2 separate regions of the Rattus norvegicus genome follow, and region 1 is linked to region 2. A link is a contact called in public Hi-C data. All regions are on one chromosome and are shown on one strand. Each heading gives the region's core, a stretch centred on a gene start, on an enhancer-like site or on the middle of the called end of the contact. The rest is flanking DNA. Distances are from core to core; before and after follow the strand shown. Region 1 has its middle 490 kb from the start of Pkn2. Region 2 has its middle 370 kb from the start of Pkn2.

The links. A called contact is a pair of places that touch in the nucleus more often than the background predicts.
Region 1: a Hi-C map of Schwann cells shows a contact between it and region 2, with 4 times the contacts expected there. The contact joins two enhancer-like sites. A contact is called at or near these places in 4 of 12 Hi-C or Micro-C datasets (the Rat2 cell line, Schwann cells, frontal cortex and 1 more).

The regions. Positions count from the first base shown.
Region 1 is chr2:235,050,291-235,056,701 of GRCr8, forward strand. No RefSeq gene overlaps it. Among named protein-coding and RNA genes, the nearest start is that of Pkn2, 490 kb to the left of the region's middle. Within about 2 kb of position 1,846, at least 2 of the 93 cell types and tissues checked have an H3K27ac peak or open chromatin away from gene starts, as enhancers often do. A contact at or near this core is called in Schwann cells, where this site is marked.
Region 2 is chr2:234,926,287-234,933,242 of GRCr8, forward strand. No RefSeq gene overlaps it. Among named protein-coding and RNA genes, the nearest start is that of Pkn2, 370 kb to the left of the region's middle. Within about 2 kb of position 5,060, at least 3 of the 93 cell types and tissues checked have an H3K27ac peak or open chromatin away from gene starts, as enhancers often do. A contact at or near this core is called in Schwann cells, where this site is marked.

The DNA.
Region 1 (6,411 bases), core at 596-3,095, 120 kb after region 2:
CTTTGCATACAGAGATCTCGATCCAACAACATTACTGGTTTGGCAAGAGATCACATCCAAAGGCCTTCTAGATCTATGTGATCTGGCTGAAATGCAGATATGCCATGGATTACAGTATTATCTGACTGAAATATAGACATCCCCTCAGTACACACCTTTTATCCCAAACAATGCAGTTAAGGTTAGGGTCTAGTAAAAAGCAACCATGCTTGAAAGTGATAGCTAATTGAATGGGAGACAAAGTGACAAATCAGAGAAAAATTGGACAGAACAAGTCAGAGACCTGGTATGCCCCAGTCACACAAGAACACACAGGAACGAGAGGCTATTTAGGAACAGCACAGGTGTGGGCGTAGGAGAGGGGTGGGGAGAGGCAGTTTTTACTGGGACAGTTTGACAAAGGCAGGTTGCAGAGAGAGAACAAGCTAGGCACAGGGGAATACGGAATGAGAAGGAGCCAGATTAGAGTTTATCACCAGTTAGCTTGAAGCCAAGCAGAGCAATTGAGTCAGAAGATGAGAGAAGCCAGTTTGAATCAATCAGCATGGGAGAATAGATTGCACAGAGGCCTAGAGATAGCTAGAACAGAGACAGCACCACTCTGGGCTCAGCCCACCATGTATTTGCACAGCTTGGGAATGGCTCTCATTCCATCACTTCATCTGGGGGAATAAAAGCAACAATTACATCTGGACGATAAAGATATTTTTACAGTTTTAAGATTTCATCTCCCCCTTACACCTTTAATGATTTTAATTTCATTAAACACCTCCTTTATAGATTTATCTTCATTTGTCTGAGGAAATAATCATAATAGTACCCAGGTCTAAGCATTCATTGCTTCATTTTGGGAAAAATTTCAATATTATTTCTCCAATCTCTCTCTCTCTCTCTCTCTCTCTATATATATATATATATATATATATATATATATATATATATATATATATATATATATTAATCCATTCTCTTTTTTCCATTTTCTATGCACAAACCAGATATAAATTGATTGTGTCAGTCAGTTCTTCATGTTTCATAATGGTGTTTTGCTTATGAGCACAAAAAAGAAAAAATAAATAAACTGAAACCAAACAAAACCCAGAATGAACAAATACAGAGACAAACAAGAAACTCTTTCTCTGTCCCTATTCTTGTCCTTGTGAATGAAGTCCTTAGTTTTTTTTTTTTTTTTTTTATTTTTTTACTTCAACAGATCTCATCCTGGCATCTGTTACACCCTGATATCCTTTCCCATAAGGTAGATCTCATTTCCTACGTTCTTATTGGTTCATTTTCATATCTCTTTGCTTTGTCTTATAAGAAGAGATTATTTATTTCTAATTGATACTTTTTCATTTATGTCATGGGTGGTCAGCCTGATAACTTTGAAGTTTGCCTCAAACTTTCAGGAAATTGGCTTTCCCTGAGGGTATTTATTTTTAGCTTCCTTTTCTGTACTAATTTCTGTAATAATGTTCTTTATAATTTTCACTTCATAATTTATTTTGAATTGATTTTATTGATTTTGATTTTAATTTTTTCCTCTTTTTTTCCTTCTATCTGAAATTCTTTGTATTTCCTTTTATTTTTCCTCTTTATTTGTTTGTCTCTATTTCTTTACTTATCGGTTGTTTTTGAAGTACTAAAGATCAGTCTCAGACTGCAAGCATGCTAGCCAAGAACAGTACCACTGACCTGTATCACCAGGCCTACCTCTGAGTTTTATTCTAGTTTATTTGATACTGTTCCTTTTTAACCTTTGAGACTCTAAAGTCTATTCTCCTCTATACCCAAGCGTTTTGATTTTCAGTGACTTGATGATCTCATGCTGTATCCACTAAGCCAATGAATGCCCTGATTCAACTCTTGGCCATGAGCTGACAAAACTTTTGCCTACATGCTCTGTTTCAAGCTGTCTTTATAACGCAGACAATATGGGTTTGCCTTCTTTTCTGAGCAATAAGCCAGATTTTGGTTTCACCTCCTGTGCCCTCTCAGCCATTCTCAATCTCACAGGATGTTTACTTCACATTTAGTCAGAGCAGTGAGGCAACAAACCCTGGGGATTTCTAGAATCTACCGTGTTCAAGATTTGTATGTGTATGTGTGTATGGGTATATGTATGTACATATGTATGCATGCATGCATGTATATGTTTGTTTGTTTGTTTGTTTATTATTCCATTTGTGGTTCAGTGGAAATTAGCCCTGGTTTAAAATCTGATCATATATTTTTTTTCCTTTTTCTTTTCGTATTACCTACTGTTAGAAGAAGAAGGCACTTAACGAACAGGCTCCTTCACTGTCTTCTTCAATGTAACTTCTTTGGAGGCTTAGCTCCCAGGGTAGGCAAGATTCATCTGAGATGTCTGAGTACATTTTTAATTCAGATTAGGAAGCCCTTAACACTCTTTTATTTTTTTCAGAACTGTAAACTTTTTCATTATTCACAATATTACTTAAGCCTTATTATATAGTCAGAGAAAGCTGGGCTTTTTCTATTTTAAGTGAAAACAGAGATTTAGATAAGAAACACTGTGGGTGGCTTGGAGATTGTCTCCAATGCTTGTGATTGTCTCCTGGGGTGTTATTGTCTTCTTTGCTAATTTCCACAAAGCCTAAAGTTTTATGAAAGGTTCTGCATTCATCTAATGAGGCTGTGGCCTGCACAGTTGTTTCTTTCTTCCTTTTGTCTTTCTTTCTTTGTTTGTCTGTTTAGTCTTGCCCAGATCCAGTATATTGCCTAGAAATGTGCCTCGTGTGAGGGTGTATACCATTCCCTTATTTGCTGTCTTGACCACTTCTAGCTGCTCTTGGCACAGGGAGTTTTAAAAACTATTAAGCACCCACTTTCAATGTATGTAACTGATGTGCAGAAATTTTCTATCTCAGAGTTCTTACAAGGTCCTTTCTCTAAACCATTGTCCTTAGACAGTGGATGGAAAGGGGAAAATAGGCTTCCTTTAGTCCAAAGCGAATGTTGTCAGACATGAAAGCTAATGTCTCCCACCCAAATAAGAAGTTTCCCGTTGTGTTACAGCAGTTGAGTATGTACTCACACTAGTCAGTATACATAAATGTCCCATAAATAAAGCTTTGATAGACATGGCGTACCTCGTCTTCAGTATCACTAGATAGAGCAATTCGACAGACAATAAGCCTGGATTTTATTTAAACCTATATTTTCGGTATTCTCAACAACTACAAAAAGAGCTAATTGCCTTATAGCCAGAAAGGTAAAGACGTTTCTTCCAAACCTGAGGAGGAAAGATGTTGAGCTGCTCTGCCTCTCAATGAATTGGCCAAATGTGTTACATTTAGCAGAGAATCAATGACGGGTCTTGGGATCCGCTCTTATGGGTGAAGATATTTTTCTTTCTAAAGAGAGCCTATTCATTTAAGTGGGACCAAATGGCTATTTCTGTGAAGTAGCAGTCTGATGGAACCTGGGTTTTGACCCCTGATGTGTTGTAATTTCAGTATTCTGTAAATGTTCTGAGGGATGAGGCTCTCAAATTGTCACATGCAACACTGCACGCCCTTAAGTTTGTTTAGCCCTGTGCACGGCTCCAATCTTTATGTGATCTAATCCCATTGACCCCTGCTTCAATTATAGCCAACATTATGGGGCTTTTAGGGAGCTCTTAGTCTAGGTAAGATTGTTCTCTTCTATGCATAGCTCTAGCACTGTATGCATCGTATCTTTCTATCAATCCATACTTTTAACTCAGAGACTTTCCAGTCATCACCATTATAAATATCATGAAAGAAGACGCAAAACCTCTAGAATTTATGTGGTCTCATTTGGAGAAAGTATTAGTAGTGGTTTTGAATGAATTAATTCACTCCAGGTGAAGAGTATTTTTAGTTTTAGTTACCTTCTCATTGCTACGAAGTGACACCATGGTCTAGTCTGTCTATCCATCCCCTATCTATCTATCTATCTATCTATCTATCTATCTATCTATCTATCTATCTTGAACAAGCTAGCTCAGTCAGTCAACCTGGTCTCAAGAGAGAGAGTGAGTGTTAAAAATAAAACAATTAAACAAAACTATAACATGACCTCAGCCAGTGCTGAGGCTGAAGCAGCTTTTCTTTTCCCAGTCTGCTTTTATATCATTCTAGGCGCATCCAAAAACCATGGTCAGTTCTTAGATCAAAGACAGAGTGATCAAATGAAGTAGTAAACAAGGAGATCACACAAGAGAGTAATTAAGCAAATTAGTAAGCAGAAGAATCCCACGGGGTAGAAATTAAGTAAAATAGTAAACAAAACCCTATGCTCACTGTTTCTAATATTCTTATCTGAGCCTAATTCCTTGTCAGAGCCCAGTGACAAATGCCAAATTCCTAACAGCAGCACCAAAAGCTCTCGATTTCTTTGTGACTTACAGCTTCAGAGGGTTAGAGTACACAACCATCATGGAGGAGAGCATACCTGGAGGTGAAGCTGTAGCTGAGAGCTTAAAACTTGATCTGGAAGCATGAGGCAGAGGAAGAGACTAAACAGTGCAAGTCTTTGAAAAGCTGAAAGCCTGCCCCCTAGTGGCACACCTACTTGCTAATATTGTTCTCAATGGCTGCACATAAAAAAGTAGGTTTTCTTTTTCTGTCTTGCAGGGCAGGAGTTGGTCGGGAGTTGAGAAAGGTGTTGCAAGATAGCTTTTCTGTCCCCCTGTTTCAGCCTCTTGAGAGTTGTGGTTATGGACACGAGCCCTCACACCCGGCTGTTTACTGCCTTGGTTTTGTGAGGTCATTGGGGCATAGGCTGCTCTGTCGTATGGCTCTACCATTTTCTAGAACCTCGTTCTCCTCTATGTTCATTCAGTGTCTGTGAGATGAGGAAGAATGTGATAGCCTAAACTTGCTCATGTGACTTCCACAGTTTTTTGTCTGCCAGACTTTACTGCAATGACTCAACCTTAAGCAGAAGAAAGGTCTGGGAATGTTGTCTACGTTTATTCCAGAAGAGAAGAAAATGGAGGTCTGCAACTCTGACCTGTAACTGGGAAGTTACTAAGAAGGTGATCTAGAGATTAGCTGTGCCCACCACACAGTATTCTTCATATCTCAAGGCTTCTCATTATTACTTTTTTTATTACAACAGATTATCCCTAACTACAGTTTAAACTGTCAACACGTTTCAAGTTCTAGTGTGTCACTTACTACAGTTATTTGACCAGAAAATGGCAAGAATATTTGATTGACAAATACAGTTTTTATTTAAGAAGAAACCTTGTACATTAATGACAGAAATAAACATGTTGCTGAAAAATTATAACCCAGAAAGAGAGGTTGTTGCTTTTGTGGTTCTGATGAAATTGACTGTACCTACAATTTAGGGCAGAAGATTTGCTCATCAAACTTGACTCTGACTAACTTTAGTAAGTAGGTATTTGTGGCTTTTCTACACTCAGAATCCCTTGAAGGAGACAGGCTCACTTCTGTTTTACTAAGTGTGTCTTTCTTGTAGGAAGCATTTCTTCACCACTAATCTTTCAACTACTAACTGTTCTGGGATGTGTTCCTTTAAATGAAACAAACCAAGTAGGCATGATTAGCTCACAATAACTAGAGGCAATTCAAGTGTTTTTCCTGTTTTATTGTAGGCAAATCTGCTGTAGCAATTCCTGAGAAATGACCAATTTAGCCCTTGCTTTGAAATGTGCTTAAATGTGAGTTTCAATAAAAAAAAACCTGACTATTCCTTGACTTTTATAAATAAGGAAATTGAATTTTCCTTTGGAAGACTCTACATCTTCTGTCCCAAAGAAAGGAAGAATTATTTTGTAAATAAGATGTGTGCCTCAATTTTACAAGTTTTCACTGATTGCCTGGGTATGAGTAGCCAACTGAAAAGGTTCATTCAAATCAGAAGTATAAGACACTCTTTATAGTGTGATATTTTAAAGCTTGCATATCTGGCTGAGAATTTTATAAGCAGAGATTTAAGGGGGCAGACTTGAGGACTGACTGGCCTCCAAGAGTTTCTCCTAACCTTGAAATATTAGTATATCAAAAGTCAGAATTTCATTGCCCTCGCTATCCATAAAGAAAATTAAAATCATATGTGGCGCAGTAAGCTTAAACCATTCAGAGCGCCCATAAACATATTTAAAGCCCCCAAATACAAGTGTTACACAACTCTGGATACCATGCACAACTCTGTACAAGAGATACTCACACAGGTAGCAGTAATTACTGTGTTTTAAGCATTCTATGATTCCACAAGAGCATTGTTTGGTGGCTGTGCCAACTTAGTGGCAAAGGGTCCTCTGTACCACACACAAGGAACACACTACAAATTCTTGTCCTTGATTGGAAGGAGATAACAGGTTGTCTAAGCTAACGGCAATAGACGGTGCATGTAATCTCCTTTCTTTCTTTTAGCTGTATTTCTACGGGCCAA
Region 2 (6,956 bases), core at 3,810-6,309:
TATGGGACCACAGGTGACAATTAAGTTGCACCGAGGCTATCCAGATTTTTCGTGATTTTTTCTCCCCTCTCACTCGGATTTCATGTTACAAAGACATTGTGTGAATTGGCTGTTTTTAGCCCTCACCGGTGCCGATGATTTTTCCTGAGTGATGTTTGTCGATAGTTTATAAAGAGAAAAACTGGTCATCTAGCTCTTCACCCTGTTCAAGTGGGTGAGTTTCAGCTTCTCAGAAGTGAGATCCTTTCCCACCTGAAATGGAACAGCCCTCCCAGGGAAGAATATTCTCTCCTGGGCAGAAGAGGTGACAATACTGGGTCCTCATGGAGTCTCTCCTTGATTTCCTTGCTCTTCAGAGTTAATGGCTGTTTCACATGAGATGTACCTCTCCTCTCCACAGAGAGGGGTTGATCCAGAATTTTAGTTTTGGTCAAGTATCATAGATAACCCCAGGAAAAAAATATTTCTTATGTGTGAAACTTTGGTATGTTTACACATAATTCAATGTACTAACCACATCTTCGATTAGTATGATTTAATTTATAGATCGAAAACATCTCCCTTACCATCATTAATATTTGTGTTGTAAATAAATCCTGTGCTTGGGCAGATTTTCATCAGCAGATTTAACACACAGATTTAGTACTCCAGATATATCACAATGGGAGAGAAAAATGGGTAGGTTTTTTGTTTTCTTTTGTTTTGTTTTTTGTTTTTTTTTTGTTTTTGTTTTTAATACTTTGCCCACATGAATAGGATTGTGATTCAGTATTAACTGCTTCCCAAGGACTTGTATTTTAGATCAAAAGACCATCTATATATTTTAAAGAACACTGCCACGCACACATTGCTAAGTTCAAGTCTTAAATAGCTCATAAATCAGGAGGAATGAAGTGTCTTTGTCTACATTGTTCTCTGTCATTTTATAAATTTGCAGCCTAATGCGGTGAATGGGGATACAGTTTGCAGATTTTGGACTTAGAGAGTTTACACTGATGAAACCTGTGTGCTACTTCTGGGTAGAGATGATGTTTCCCTGTGGTTAGCCCGAAGCCAGTTTTAGGGAGGAATTGTTCATTTCTTCCCTCCTTTTGTGCTGACATGCTAAGTGATATATACGGAAATTGTGTGTGTGACTTGTGCCTTCATCTGAAGGACTGCTTGTGGGCAAATTTCATTAGTACTTGATTAGTACTTGCGCTAATTAAGCCAGGCACAGTTTTGCCTCCGGTCTTCCTATGATGAGTTAAAGTTGGACTGAAAATGTGGCCCTAAATGCATGCATGGGAAACCCATAAGCCCATATAATCCCATAGAGAATTCTCACTTGACTCCTCCATTAAGGGTCTGCAAAAGTAGAACAGAGAATACTCCCTTTCCAGTGCAATCTGAGTTCACTCGGATACGCGATATGCTAATGTTTAGATTAAGCAGATGGCGAGGAAGGCGGTCGTTAGTTGAGGATTGTTTTTCTCTTTCTGCATATTATTTTCAAACAAACACTTTAAGAGGTAAGTGTGCCGCCCCCTCCCTTTGCTTCTTCCTGAGTGAAAAATCAAAGGCAGAAGAGCAGAGCTGCTTGGCTCTGATTGCCATCCTGTGTGCCCACGCGTGCCCCGTTAATTGGGCTGTGGTAAAAAGTGGCGCCATTTCTTTGGTGAGAAAGCTTTGCAGGTTTTTTGTTTGTTTGTTTGTTATTTCAGAGAAAAAAAGAGTTGGGTCCATGATGAGGCAAAGAAGGGAAGGAAGTAGGTTTGAAAGCAAAAGCTTCTTGGAGAAGAGAGCAGATGCTGGGCCTCTTAATGTATCCCTGATTTCTTTCAGGGCTTGTCAACACTGACTCTGATTCCCCCACTCATCTGTGATACTCACCTCTGCATCTTCCTCTTCTTGTCCTTCCTCTTCTTCTCCATTCTTTCCCTTTCTGCTTCCTCCTCTTCCTTATCCTCTTCTCCTCTTGCTCATCCCCCTTCCTTATCCTTAACCTTTCTCTGGCTCCGTTTTGAGTTTTCCATATTTATTTAGTTTTTTACATAATATGATGCGCTTTAGTAACTTCATTCAAAAAAAAAAACCACCCCAACAATCTTGGTAACCTTCAGAATTCCTCTAAGCTTGTTCACTTTCTCTCAAATATGAAGACACAGTTTAAATATGAGGTTCTATCATTTAGAAAATCACAAGCCTTTAGGGCTAGCACTAGACATCATTTTATCTCAATCCATTTTTCTTTAAACAGAGATGTTCCTTAGGATTTCGGAGGTCTGTCACAACAAAAGAAGGAAAGGAAAAGAAAAACTAAAGTTGGAGTTGAGAGAGAAATAGGGAGAGCAAAAAACTGGGCAACTTTTCTTTCTGTTGTTTCTAAGGCAGGCAGTCTCCTTTCAGGATTTCTCTGGAGTTTACAAAACATGTTTAGTTGCCTTTAGTTGTGTTTAGATACTGGACTGACATTTCTTTGCCCCAACAGCTAGGGAAGGTAGGCTCCAGGGCAACTTGGCTTACCTGGATCACGCAAACAAGTCTACAGTTCCACCTTTACCTATGCTGCCCTTCATTTTCATTGGGGAAAATGGCCCCTCTTTGCCAAGTCCAGCTCTTACTGGTCCAGAGATTTCACTCCCTTCCTGAGTGCTCAGGAGTGTCACTTGTCACCTACTTATTGTTTGCCACATTGTCAACACTTCCTTCCTCAATAGCTTATTCCCCATGACTTCCAAAGGCGCAGTACACCCGATGTCTAGTGTCGTCTGTCATAGCCCTGGTGGTATGAGCCTCACTTCTTACCTTTTTAACAATGATTCTCAGAAGCGAGGCTCACAAAGGTCATCTTTACTCTCTTGCTTCTCATATCAACGCTGTCTTCCTCTACATCCCCAGCATATTTTTGGAGGTAAGCCTGCTGACTGAATCCAGAGCTCACCAATTAGATTGGCTGGGAGGTAAGTGTTGGGAATTTGCCAGTCCCTGCTTACTGTCCCTGAGTCCTGGGTCTTACAGATGCTCCTCAGTGTGTGCGGCTTTTGTATGGATGCCGGGCATCTGAACTCAAGTCTTACTGGATAACATCCATTTGACCCAGTGAGCCCTCCCCATCCAACCGTATTTATTCTTGTATGTATGTATGTATGTATGTATGTATGTATGTATGTATGTATGTATGTATATGCGCTCTTGTGTGTGCATGAGGAAGTAGGAAGTGTTGACGTAGATGTCCAACCCAAGGACTCACTACTCAGCTCTAACCCCAGCCCCCAATTTTTGAAAGCCATTCCTTCTAACTTCTAGTCCACCAAAAGGCAACAGTGTCTAGGTACCAGCTCCGTAGCTCTCAGTTTTCTTCCTTCATTGTTATTGCCTTCTCTCTTCTCAGCAGTGCTTGTCATAATAGAGTATGACCCCGTTTGTTGTAAGAAACTTTCTACTTTGCATGGTTCCCTGATGATACATTCCCGTTCTCCCTTTTGGTAAGAAACTGACATCTATCATGTTCACTCTGATCTGTATAGAGCTTGGTGCTATTCTGGTATACAATGATTATTATGTCTTCCCTTGTAGATATAATGTGTGCAATATACTAGCCACTTATCAGAGGTCGCTATTTGGACCTATGTTAATTTAAATTAACTAGAAATAAATGCTTTTTTTTTTCAGGTACATTGTCACATACCAAGTACTCAGTGTCTATGTGAGATGAGTGGCTGTCATATTACACAATGTGGTGTTTAGTGCACTTCCCCCATTGCTAAGAGCTCAGCCAGTCTTTGCTATTCACAAGGCCAGGTTCATGTAAGTCATAAAATCATCCAGAAATTTGGCAATGATTGGCTCACTCCCTCTACAGTGCTAAAACATACATTATGTAAAAAGAGTGAAGTGTGTTAAACCTGCAGGATTAGGGATGAAACAGATTTGAACACTAGTCTTCTGTAACTCTTGACAGCAGTATGTCAAAGGCAAAGGCTCCCCCGACTTTGCCTCTTCACATCTCAGTTTTCTTAACTGTAAAATGGGTGATTAATGATGTCTTCAACATAGGGCTGCTGTATACATTAGAGATCGATGTAGAGAGATTCATATAAGGAGATTCACATAAGGCAAGAAGTGATAAAGACCGTTGGCATTATTGGTCTTGCTTACCTGTATCCCTTCATGACGGGAGCATATGGGCACATAAACACATTTGTTTCACCTCTGCCCTAGTTTTGTGTCTGTTGCTGTGCTAAAATATCCTGACACAAAGCAGTTTAGGAGAAGAAAAGTGTATTTAGTACACAATTCCAGGTTTTGGTCCATCATAGCAAGGAAATCAAGGAGAATATCATCTATAGTCAAGAATAGAGAGATGAGTGCAAGGTGCTTCTAGTGATTCTTAGCTGAGTTTCTTTATTCATATGGCCCAGGACTCCTAACCTAGGGAATGATGCAGCCCATAGTAGATTGGGTCTGCCCACATTAATTTGTGTCATCAATAATCTCTGAAAGAATTGTCCATAGGAGACCTTGGTTTAGACAATTCCTTGTTGAGAAATTCTCGGGTAATTCTAGATTGTCAAGTTGACAGTTTAAGGGTCACAGATTCTAAGAGACTGCCCAGAAGGGCGTTAGAATGACAGACTTTTGAAGACTAGAGTTTTTCAGGAAAAGTTCATTACTCAATGAAATTGTCTAAAATCATATGTTTACAGCTGTAATATGAGAATCTACCATGATCAGAATCCAAGAAGGTTGGTTTGAGCAATTTCTATTAGGAGCTGTGTATTCCCTACAAACATTAGTAACAACTATGTGGCCTCCTTAGGCTGAGAGCTTGGGGCAATGCTATTGTCTTTTACCCAGTTGGAAAGAGTGCCCCGTGCTTATGAAATGAATTCTATGTATTTCTTTGTAATGTTACTGCCAGTCAGCATCCTAGAACATGGATGAATATAAACACAGTTTTTATCTACATACCAAGAAGGTTGGAAAGTTAACTGACTCATCGTTGCAGGGCTGACAGTTTCTGAAAAAATGTTCCTCTACAAGTGCATGTCACTGGCAGTTTGACACTTGTGACTCACTGTGCCCTACAAGCATGAATTTGGAAATTCCTTTAGGAGGCACTTCCATGTCACCAAGTTCTAGAATAGCACTGTTCATCATGTGTCATTTCACTTGTCATTTCCTTGTGGGGACAGTCACTCCAGGTCTATAGTGCATTTGGTGAAGAAAACTGCTGTGGTTGGTGGTAACATGGGAAGTGGCTTTGCCACACCTATGCAGGGACTTGCTAATTTTATCAGGGTGATGCCCCAGTAAATGCATATGAAACACTAAGAATCTGTCAGGAATGAAAGCTCTGGTTGCCTCTATTTCCAAGTGGCACTCAACCCAGCTACTCCTAGTAGATTCCACAGGGAAAAGCTTATGGTCAGCTTGCTATAAATTGAAGTTTTAATTCAATTTGACATCTACTAGAAGCAAAAGTTTGATTCAATTGTGCAGATGTGATTACAAAGGTCTGTTTTCCTTAAATCCAGTGTTGCTTCACCTTCTGATCTCTACGTAGACAAGTTCACCGGGTTAGGACTAGAACACTGTGATGACTTCGTCCTACAGTCCTAAAAGCTCCTGTTGGATGGCACCATCATGGAAAGACAGCTGACATCTGTGTTGGTCAGGGCAAAATGGTGCTTGCCCTTTTCAGAGAGCCGATGGCAGAATTTCCCATTGTAAACAGCAGCAGGTATTTTTTTAGCTCCTAACTGTACATGATTGGCTTTACAATTGAATTACAGGCAGAAAATTTTAACTCGGCATCACACGAGATGGTCTTGTAAGTCAGTGAACAAAAGATTAATTTGTAAACCTTTGCCTTTTTCTCCAAGTATTATCTCTATGGAGCAGTTGTGTTTTAAACAAGGTTGGTCATGTTGTGATTTGAGCCACACAGAGCATTCTCCATGTAGACCTAAAAGATTAAAAAGATGAAATGTTTCGTTCTCTATTTCTGAGGCAGGTAAAGGGAGACCGAGACAGTGCCGGGGTTTTTGTTTTTGTTTTTGTTTTTGTTTTTTTTTCCAAAGGGAATGCAGTAAATACCCTTGATAATGAGGATATCTAAGTTCTGGGGATCAAGAGTAGTTTATTAAATGATATTTCTTTGTCTTGTCTTTTCCCCTCCTTATTTATTTATTTATTTATTTATTTATTTATTTATTTATTTATTTATTTATTTATTTATTATGCCAGTGAGCCATTGTTTCCACCCTTACTGGGTATTTACAGTTCCTTTCAAATGAGATCAAATGAGATCACATATCCTGTTTCTTGAGGATTGGCTCCACCATTGAAAATTATTAGTGCCAAGCTGAAAGAAATGGGTAGCCACAGGGAGGTTCTCCCTTTGGAAGAGAAGCTGCACTGCGTGTCAGTTGAAGGAAAAGACAAGGCAGCTGTGTGGAGGGACTCCCATATTTAGAAATGCTAATGGAACTGATTGAATTTCATTGAAATGGGGGCTGCAGAGAGCAAATCAAAAAGTAAAAGGGGTTTGTGGGAGAGTCTCCTTTAGAGGCAAAAATCTTATTTACAGTAACTTTATCCCAACACCTCATTTTCAGCATTCCTAGTTTAAATGTCACAAGGTTAAGGCACCTGCCTTTATTACTGTTTCCTATCACTATCTTCTTGGTAACACCTTCTTCCTCTTCCTCTCTCAGCTCTTCTTCCTTCTCCTCCTCTTCTTTTTCTTCTTCCTTTTACTTCCTCCTTCTCCTCCTCCCGTCCTTTCTTTTCTTCTCCTCCTCATTGTCATTTCTTCTTTATTGTTCTCAAATACAAACCCAAGAAACTTGGTGTCTTTTTTTTCCTTAACTGAATAGTGTGTGTGAAGGGAGAAAGCAATGAGGCTAAGCGGGGGATAGGACACTAGTCTCTATTGAAGAATTTTAGAGACAAGGGAAGACTCAGGAGCT